2 separate regions of the Bicyclus anynana genome follow, and region 2 is linked to region 1. A link is a contact called in public Hi-C data. All regions are on one chromosome and are shown on one strand. The core of a region is the stretch at or near the end of the contact, and the rest is flanking DNA. Distances in the headings are between cores, read along the strand shown.

Region 1 (5,508 bases), core at 1,861-4,360:
GCGCTCTAGTGCCGACGCAACTTTAATTAGCTCTGTCAGGTTTGAGGCTTTTACCATTGCTTGTGGTCGTTACAGGTAAGCGCGCCTTTGAGCCGAGTGGATGAGAGGTGCAACGTTAAGTTTGTCGTTGATGTCGAGTGATGTGAAATATGCTCTTGATTATGTACACACGATCAGAACCGGCGTATGGAATGGAAAAACTTCACAATTTCGCCTTAAAGGAAATAATGTTAGTCCCAGCCATTGGACATGTGCGTTGATATAATATCTCAGACAGTTAGTTAGATATCATTTTCTTAATATACATTTGGGAAAAATAATTAAATGCAATATCTTTATCCAATACAATACAATATTTAAGTTAACATAACATATTAGGCTCTTTATTTAATATAAGATGAAGAAGCTCAGCAACTTAGATCGTAGTTGAAATACATATAATGCAGGCATTTGTTATTTAAAAAAAATCAATAATCATGCCCAAATTCTTATAAACATCAAGAATGAATTACCTACCAATTGAATAGTTAATAATATCGGGAGACTCAATAAAGGGGCCACTACGTTCAAACCCACAATCCGTTGATTATTGAACGTTCCTTATCATAACACGTGTTAGCAAACAAGATACCTACCGGTCGAGAAAGGAAATAATCCCTCTATTAAACGTCCGGATTATCAAATGTAAATACAAGGTTTATCATGTGACAGTGATTGATGCTAGCCACATATTTACTTGGGTACCTACTTACCAACGTTAAAATAAAAAATAATATCTATCTGTCTACTATAAAGTGGGCGAGGTTTAATGTACTTAGATATGGAGGTTACGCTGATAAAAATATATTGAATATAATAATAGACGAAGACTAATTAACTAAAGAGAGAATAATAAAGAGACTCAAGAGACGCAATAAGGTTTCAAAAGACATATTTTTTGTACCGTATAAGCCGAAAGCTGAAGCCCAGATATTCTATACTTCTAAGACTGGTCAGATTAAATAGTGAAATACGTGATAATTGAACAGAACTCTATGGATTTTCAGTTCAATAAAATAATCATAAACTCACCTACTGACCACCAGAATGCACACACTATACTATTTCGTAGCAATTGGGCCACACCGCCCTACTTTCCCTGAAATTCATCAAGACATAACATAATCATCGCATAAATCGGTGCAACATAAGCATTACAATCGAAGCACAACGATAGACATTAGCCTTGGTCGATAAATATAGAAAAAGAAACAAATAGGGTAACTCCATGCCGTTAGCGCGTCAGCGGCACACAAACAAACCGAAGGAATTATTGTCCAAACTATATCCCGTTATTTAGTGGAACCTGTGAAAGCCAATAACGTATTGTGACTTTACAGAAAACCAGATGAGAGACCGTATAGCTGTCAGCGAGCCCGTCTGGGAGCAATACAGGCGTATGCACAAATAAACACATTCAAATATTATTGCACAACAAATGTATATAACTAAAATACGATAGTGAACTCAACATCCCTATTTATAAGAAACAAAATTCATTTTCAGTTTTGGTGGTAAGTATTCGTTCCAATTTCTTAAAAGTATCTAGGATAAAAACATAAATTCTAACTCGTGGTAATAATTTTGATCTGTAATAGATATTTTAGGGTAATTTCTTTGAGATATTACAGTTGTAAAATAATGAAATTTATATATTTTACAGGCTGAAATTTAATAATATAGTATCGTTTTATTTCTGGATGTATATCTTGGTTGCGAAAGCAAACAAGGTAACGTAATACAATTTAATTATTTACTCGTAGTTAGGTAGGTAGATACAACGTTCCACTCTGAATTTTAACTTTACCTTACTTTGGGTACTTAACAAATTAATTATTTGAATGGATGACAAAGATGCATTAAAATATTGTATATTTTATAGACAATAGATTATCAAAAGTAATTACGTTTATCTACCCACTTTTTAATTATTTATAATGTCGCAGATTATTAATTTCTCTATTCTGAGTGCCTACTACACTAACTTGTTTTAAATGTTAAATGAATTACTGAAAATCGTTATATTTGTACTTAATAATAAGATAAATGTATTAACTTATTTATCAAAGTAATAAATGATCTATCACATGGGAAACTCACATAAGTCTAGTAAGGATAGGAAGCGCTCAAGACTGACAGCTCGGAAATTGCGAACCGTGCACGGGCAGGAGTTCGAACACGCGAATCAGCCGACAAGCTGCTCACGATATAATATGCGAACACGACTACCTACCTATTAAAATAATTATTATTCTTTTTAAAATATCGAATTCAATAAATAATAGATAGACATCACCCAGTTGTTGTAAGGCGAAGAAGGCAGCGTATATTAGTACTTTATATTTTATCGATAACTACACCCACGTAATTAAAATGGCAGTGCACATCACTAATACACTAAAACTATAAAATAATAAATTTTCATGCCATTTCATTTCATTTCAATTTTCATTTCATTTTACTAAGTTAACCCAATAGTCACAAAACAGGCCATCAAATTAATCAAGAATTAGGACAGGTAAATTAGTTCTTCCAAGAGTATATATCCCTGCAAATAAGTTGAACCAAAATGGCAGTTGTCTTTGCAGGCACAATAATAAAAAGATGTGTCAGTGTAAAAAAGTTCTTTAACAACTACATATAAATAATGTAGTAGATTTTTCACATCAATGTAGTTTTTTTTATATTTATTAATCCTTTATGTAAAATTACTTTATACCTACGCCATGATAGGATGTGATTCTTAAATGTAATTTAATTTTAAAAACTACAATCACAATTTTCATAAAGCTACACTGGGAAATAAAAATATTAATTTTTAAATTGTCCATAGTACAAATATACAAAATAATTTCAAAAAATACGCCCCCGGGTGGGCTCGAACCACCAACCTTTCGGTTAACAGCCGAACGCGCTAGCCAATTGCGCCACGGAGGCACTTGTAGAAACGGTCAAAAATGTGTAACACATCTTTCAACCATAAAGACAAAGACAGCGATATCCATCGAACCGCATTTTACCTGAGAAAAACATAAACCAGTTTTAAACCTTTATAACCGTACTCAAACTCAACACACGGGCCTGTAACATCGACACAGAGGCAAAAATGCCTATAGATTGTCTATAGCTCAGTTTGTAATTGGAAAACGTGGTACAAATTGAAATTTGATGTTTCGTACGAAGCTTAGGCAAGTTTATTTGAGGTTATGTTGATAACTTAAACTCAGCTTCTACCTATATCAAGTTATTAGTGAATTATAAATAAAAATTAGATTAAATGTTGTCGAGAAACTGAGAATTAGTTACATGAAAGTGACAGAAGTGACTAATGTACTGAGATAGAATAGTTTGTGTCAATTTAGTGTTTTATGTGGATAATTATAGGGATTTGTTTTGCTTACACGTAATAAACAGTGAAGTGAACAAAAAGTCCAGTGATAAAAAATGAAAAACTAGCGAACTTGGACGATATAATTGTGAAGTTTTACAAGACTTACTTAGTCACAATGGCGAATAGAGTTAGTAATAACTGCTGCAGTGGAGTGTCTGCCGAACGCGCGGGCTTACCTGGACTCCTACGAGATCTGCAAAGACTCTCGGAAGACCAGGATTCCGCTGACATAGTGTTCGTTCTTGGTACGGCGGAAGAAAAAGTCTACGCACACAAAATTATACTTTATGCCAGGTAAGTACTTAAATTAAGAAAAAAGATTTCCCGTACCGGGAATCGAACCCGAGCCTCCTGGGTGAAAGCCAGGTATCCTAGCCACTAGACCATACGGGATGTGGTTAAAGTTGTAAAAATAATAAACATATTCTTAAAATTAAATTAGTTGCATTTTAAAAATAATTAATATTTTTGATATAAGTCTGCAAAGCATGTAATTTACAAGACTTATGTGTAATGAATACATAATAAAAAGAGTTTGAAAATGTGATTCAATTGTATAGGAAAGAAGCAAGTAAAGGATAACAACGTGCATACTAGTACCATCTAGTGTCGGTAAGAAAAAGTATAGCTATTGGACAACCACCGCTAGATGGCGCATTACCATTAACTAAATTATATTAGAGTATACGTTACATATTAGAAATCAACACGTGAAAAACATTTAAATATAATTACATACACTAATTATTTAATAAATAATAAAAATAACTTTTACTTTATAGATAAACACGATGTAGAAAGCATAAGTAAAATTATAGGCTACTCTAGGTAGTCGGTACTCAATTCAGAAACCCGCCAACTCGCATGGAGCACGTGGTGGGTCAGCCCTTCATATCCTCCTCTATAAGAAGGGAGGCCTGGCCCTGTAGGCCTGATGTGGGCCGTTAAAATAGTCATTTATCATCACCATTATCAGCATAATGGTGATGATGAATGACTCAGGTCAGGAATGTAGGACTTATTTAACGGTATAGAACGGTTGTAATGAGAAAACTCCTCCTTTTTTGAAGTCCTTTATAAAACTATGAATCAAAAAGTAAAGAATACAAACAAACCTGCGCCCAAAAACCTATATTAGTTTCTTCGTATTTGAATAACATTACTCTCTGTAACATATTGTGTTCTGTCCAATGAAGGGTAGAAAATCGAGTTACTACTAACTAAAGTTATGCTCAAACTTGGACAAGAGTATGTAGCTAAAGAATTGTAAGAATATTGGAAATATAACCAGCTTTTACTTTCAGCCAAGTTTTACCGCACTTTGTGGACGGTTGATATACGGTATGAGTTGTGAAAATGTACCAACTACCATTTCGGTAGCTTTTGTTAATGTATTTTTTTACTTTGTGATTTATTGGAGTTATTTTCAACGGTTCTTATGGCTTCCTATAAATGTACTCCTTTTCATTTATTATGTTCTTACTACTAGTTAGTAAGTTTGCTGTCGGGTATGTATAAATTTAACTTCAGATCTGAAATAGTTGAAATTAATAGTTTATAAAATCGGCGGAAATCAATATTTCTCAAAGGGACGATTTTTGTGCCAGCATCCTTTTTCACTCGTACCTTCTTTCATGAAAATAATAGAAAAATCTGTTATCTTAGATTTAAACCAAATTGATCCTTCACTTTGTGATGGTTCGAGAGCTAATTTATTTCGAGTAGCGATTTTCGAGTCAGAAATTCTTTTATTGATTGTCTTTCATTATTTTGAATTTAATTATGAATATTGGAAAGTTTTGGTATTTTCGTTGCAGACTGAATACTAGTAGTATACTCGTGTACTCGTGTACTAGTATACTCGTGTCAAGCTCTGCAATGTTACCACCCTTAATTTTGTTTATGAACTCGCAAACGACGTTACAAATTCGTCAAGCGGCGGCAACACATCGCGGCGCCATCAATCACCTCCCCCTCCCGCCGCGCCGCGCCCCCCTCCCCCTGTAATTAAGTCTGGAATGATCCCTATAGCTGACGGATTACAGGCCACATTATGAAGTTGCTAATTAGTTCATTAT
Region 2 (5,508 bases), core at 1,652-4,151, 240 kb before region 1:
TGCATCGCTTACGGGCGGCTTGTATAGTGTAGCTGGATGGCTGGCCGAGTGGCCGGCTACTGCCACTGGGTGCAACGCACTGGCGCCAGGCTATTTGAAACGAAGGATAAACATGCAGGGACAAATTAAAATTGCGCGCTGCGTTCCTGAATCCATGATAGTAGCGGTCTTCAAAGAGTTTGAGTTAATTTGAATAGTTACTTAATGATAGTTCATTTTTGATTCTTTGTCATTATTTGCGAAAAACCGTCTAATACGAAATGTACGCGAAGATTCATCAGAATCGGCGATGACTTCGAAAGGAACGTTTTTGCAAATAATAGCATACTAAAAAATTGCCGCTACTCAGGCTTTTTTATGTCTTGAGGAACATGGTTACATGGTTAACAAATCAGACACCCGTTACTCCGTACGCGTGAAAATGTGTTTTTCACAAAACTGCCAGAGCTATGGACTTTTTCGGGAGCCTATGTGTTTATCAAAGGTAAACTCGCAAATTACTTCCAAATTGCAGTCACATCAGTTAAAATTGCGGCGTGAATGTGGGTTGGTGATTAGTCCCTGTATAATATTAGTGTGACAATAATTTTTGTCTGAAATTGTTTAATTTAACATAAGTAAGGGCTGCAATATTTCATTGTTATAGGCTGACCAGAGATATAAAAAACCCGAATTGAGGGCGCCACAAGTATTTTTTAATATTCAAGTATTTAAGTATACATTAGTTATTAATGTCCGCGACGTGGCGAGGTGTTTTTATTTTTCTGGTCAGGCTATGCAAACAAACATACGCATGAACCGCACAATAAATTACATTCAACCTTTCTAATTACTTACAGAGACAATGTACATTTTATTCAATGGCAAAGTGATTTTTTTAGATCATTGCGATCTAAAATTACAGCACAGCTTTTGTAAATCCGTTTACCCTTCTAAGGTTTAAAAAATTAAAACACTGAGTTTGAGTAAAATTAATAATACTTTTTTTATTTAGGCACGCTGTAAATATACATTTTTAATAATAATGCGCTATAAATAGATATTTTTAACAGCACGTAAAATAATGGCAAAAATAAAACCTGCGATACATAACCATGGAGTAATAGGTATGTAAAATTAATAATATTTTATATACAATGCATAAATAATAAACAATAGCTAGGACTATCCCAGAGGCACAGTGAGCATGGTGTCCCGAGTTGCAGTGTACAAGTCAAGTTTGTTCCTTTGCAGCGTATCCGGTTGTTTGGGCATAAACAAAATTTTATTTTTCTCGGCGCGTAATTCTCGCGGGAACGAAACGACCCACGACCTTATTTTCATGAAATTAAATGTTATAGAGTTTCTACTATACTTTACAGTTTACTGCTATTGTGAAACGCTGGTTTACACTGCAGTGGTAACTTTCAAAGAAAAATAAATTACAGTTTACAGAAGCAAGCGGTTTGCTGAGTTATTCGATAGCTCGGTGTCCATATGAGTATATTTTTTTCTGAAAAATGTTTAAATTTGTTTCCAGAAAGCGTCAGACTTTGTACTTTGTTTGACTACAGGTGCTGATCTTTTATCAACATTTATTTCAAGTAGGCTCAGTTTAGAAGCACTTTTGACACGTAAGTTGACCATTTGTAAAGATTCTACCACCGGTTCTGCTGAAAAGAAACCGGCAAGAAACTCAACAGTTGCTTTTTTTTAAAAAAGTTATCTGTGCTGTGTGATAAACGCACCCTTGTTTTGTGATTTAGGTCAATGATAGGTATTTCATTAGCAAAAAATATTAAGTAGGGTAGGTTATTAATTTGTGTAAATTATTCTTCAGCTTTTTATTTTATTAACGTATTTTTTATTCCTGTCTGTAGATGTCTATTTACGATATTCTTGAGTGCAAGTCTAGATACCTACCTACTAAACAAATTTTTGTTTTTATTGAGATTTTTTGGAAATGAAATTCAGCTGGATCCGTCGTTTAAATGTGTATAATATATTTATGTATCTATATCTATTTTCAGTTTGATTTCTCGCGTACCTCAATAATATTACTTATTGCAGCCGCGTTACATCTTTATCAATCAACAATTCGAAAATGTGTTTTACGAAGACCATAGACATTACAGTAACAGTAGAGGGATATAGAACTCTTAACAAGTCCACTAATTAGGTATTAATTTTATCATTAGATTCACGATAAACAGTGTTGATGTTTAACTGATTTTTCCGTGATACGAGGCAAATTCTCAAGTTTTATCACAGTCAAAGTGCTATGTAAACAAAAGAAAACAATGCAAACAATTTACGGTTGTAGAGATAACGTTTAGCCAAGACAGAATGGCACGACCTTCCGACGGCGTTCCTTCGATCGATCGTAATCGCCTTGCACCGCTGCAAGATACCCGTGTATATTGCCCAATCTAGCCCGCAACTTATCAACAAAACAAATCCTGGCTTATCATCTAATACGTCAAATCGATATTCGATAACCGAACTCACCGTTTTCCAAGCAGCAGCTAACACAACACTACACATGTATTTCGAACACACCAAAACTTCACCGTCGTCTTAAACAAAACCTAATTGAATCCATGTTATCATTTAAAAGTATCGATCAGTCACACACTGGAAACCGTCCTCTGCGACGCGTTATATTTTTACATTCAGACACCGAAGATTTCTTCACTGTTCCGCCGTTGTTCTCACTTAATTTACAGGTGAAACGACTTCGACAGAATCCGATAACGTTTTGGAAGTGAGTTATTGTTGGGTCACAGTCAGCTGGGCGATTGTTTGAAACAAATGATAGCGAATAGCGATATTTACGAAAGCGTACGTAACCAACTACACAACACGCTGTCAAGAAGCGCGGAGAGGGACTGACCGGGTGGATTGCGGCGGACTGAGACGAGTGAATGAACGAGGGAGCGCGGTGTAGCCGAGGGGGGACGCGCGGGGGCGAACTGATGTCACGACTGTTTCGGTATACCCCGTCAATAGATGGCGCCTCTTGTCCTCTAGACAAACTCGCAGGAGCGCCGAGCGTTTGAAATTTTCTAAATAATTATGCAGCCATTCCCGTGTTCTGGAATTAGGAAGGCGTTTTCGAATTATCGTAGTCAAACGTTTGCTCGTGCTCTCCGCGCTTTATCGAATCCGCTCTTTCAATGTCCGGATTCAATTTACGGCTATCGAATTTTAAATTCCGTCTCCGACGGAAATTAGTGTGTGCACAGCGTTAGGTAGGTACGTTGAACCGGGAAAAATGGGAAAAACGGGGGGAAATAATTACAGTTTGTTTGAGCAGCTAAGTAAGTGGAAAAATGTAAAAATCTAGCAATTTTAAAAAGGCGATTGTACCTTATCCGTAGTCTGTGAAAATTTCTATTAAAGTTTGTAGAGTTTTTTTCCTCGATATCTACTGGGGGGATAGAGATCAATGAAGAAAGTCTTTGATTACTTTATCCCTTTGCAAGTTCGAAGCGATATTGAAGGGACGGCGTCGGCTACATTTTTTTGCTTTTTTATCTTTTTGAGAGGAACCTACTCTAAACAAAGGAACTTTAAGGCTTTATAAGCTTTTATAACTAGCAGTTATATATACCTAGGTTCGAGTGCATTTAGAACATTAATTAACAAACCCGCCAAGTTTGCGGCGTCAATCCACAATAAAGCAGTGTGATGGGTGTATATCCAATTCCCTCTCCTATAATGAGGGAAGCCAGACCAGCCAGCCAGAGGACATTTAGATATTATATATTGTATATAATATACTTATATTGATATTAAATTAATTTTTAATCTTTCATTTACTTATTTGTCCTTTTTTTAATTTTTAACAATGTTTATACAAAAATATAATACAAAACACTATTAAAAATAAAAAAATAAACCCTAGCGCTGCGGGACATTTGAGTGCCAAAGCAACCGGCGTTCATGGCTCTATCTAGAGTGAGGAACCTCCTCACAATAGCGCCGTCTCCAGAATCACTGCCTTCTGTATCCGACTCTTGATCCAACAGTTAAGTGAAAGCTTCTTAAGATGTTGGTCGAAGCTTTTCGCTATAAGACCATTGACTGAAAAAACTATCGGAACAATAATGCAATGATAATAATAGTTGACTCAACATTCCAGATGGCGGTAATCTCGTGAGAAATTTTGATACTTTTTTCCTTCTAAGCTTTAACCAGATTATCGTCATATGGAACAGGTATATCAATACTTATTGCATAACGCACTGACCGATTGACTAGTACTTTAACAGGTCTATTGGCAACAATATACCTGTCAGTGAAATCGTTCGGTCCCAATAGAGCAATGCACTGCTATTTTCAAGAACTGACGCTGGGTCGTACATAAAGCAAGGCATCTCAGAATCAATAAGACCTTACTGAAGAGCAAGCTGTTGGTGGATTATCTTGGCTATTTGAAAACTACAGAGATAACGAATGTAAATCTAATGATGCGTTCCCTCGCTCAGCCATTACAAATGTTTTAATTTTTTTTACATTACAAATTAAATGCTCAGGCATTGAAATTTTAACTCCATAGGTAACCAGTTTGGAAAACGGACACAAATTAGCAGGTAAGGTAAGACAGACATGAGTGATACAGCTAAAATAAAAACATATAAAAACAAACATCTCATTCCAAACCAATCGAAAAACTATTCACCATCGCGATAACCAAAATAAAATATAAACATTCAAAATGGCGGCGCGTATCGGACCTCATCGTAATTGATTTAGACCGCGGGTACACAATAAATCAGCGCGTTATCGTCCCTATCGCCACTCTATTGTTTATGGCCGGGTATCATCTGTCATATTCCATAGACAAGCCGAGTTTTATATACTAACTAGTGTGGCGACGAGCTTAGTTTACTCTCTATTTATTTTGGATAAAATGTTATCTCCGATGTAAAGTACTGTTTTTTATTCTTTGTTAATATTGGTGTTATGTAAGTAGATACTTATTCTGTGGCACAGTGCTAAGTAAATACGTATACTTTATTACTTATTCATAGATTATGAACAGATCTCGCGTCGCGCGTCACTATAGTCTGGCAAATTCATTGATAACACTCCCATGATATGCGGGCGACAGGGGGAAAGACTTCGCGGGTGTGAAATCGTGCGTGCGGGGAAGTGACGTGCATCAGTCGTGGGTTTTTCATTCATCGCTATACGCCCCCCGCCCTGCGCGAAACATCGGGAGTGTTACGAGCAAAGTTGCCAAGCTTTAACCTATTATTTAATTTAAACAAACGTTTCTTCTTATTTTTCCTCTCATTTTGCCCAATACCTATACGGAGTTAGTTTTCCCAAGCAAAAAGCGTCACTTCGAACGCTGATATACATCTTTGTCAGAGAGCCCCAATTTTTTCAAGTCCTTTTGGTTTGTCGTCAGCCAAGAAGTCAAAGGTCAAGAGGCAAGGGAAATACACTTTTTTACCAAATAATAATAGTTAGGTCTGTGTATCCTGTTTTATTGGTGCAACCATAATCGTAATAGTAAAA

Evidence for each region. Hi-C and Micro-C count contacts between places; a contact is called where the count stands out from the background.
Region 2: a contact with region 1 is called in a Hi-C map of whole larva, with 3 times the contacts expected there. The contact joins the promoter of LOC112043399 here to the promoter of LOC112043413 in region 1. A contact is called at or near these places in 2 of 2 Hi-C or Micro-C datasets (whole body and whole larva).

Annotation. Positions count from the first base shown.
Region 1 is chr15:333,614-339,121 of ilBicAnyn1.1, reverse strand. LOC112043413 (BTB/POZ domain-containing protein 19) reads left to right here and starts at 3,110. Exons shown (of 10, transcript XM_024078814.2): 1 at 3,110-3,724. The coding sequence starts at 3,546. Trnae-uuc (transfer RNA glutamic acid (anticodon UUC)) reads right to left here and starts at 3,823; the gene lies at 3,752-3,823. It overlaps Trnan-guu (transfer RNA asparagine (anticodon GUU)), which reads right to left and starts at 2,976; the gene lies at 2,903-2,976.
Region 2 is chr15:573,567-579,074 of ilBicAnyn1.1, reverse strand. LOC112043399 (frizzled-2) reads right to left here and starts at 2,901. Exons shown (of 2, transcript XM_052885856.1): 1 at 2,488-2,901.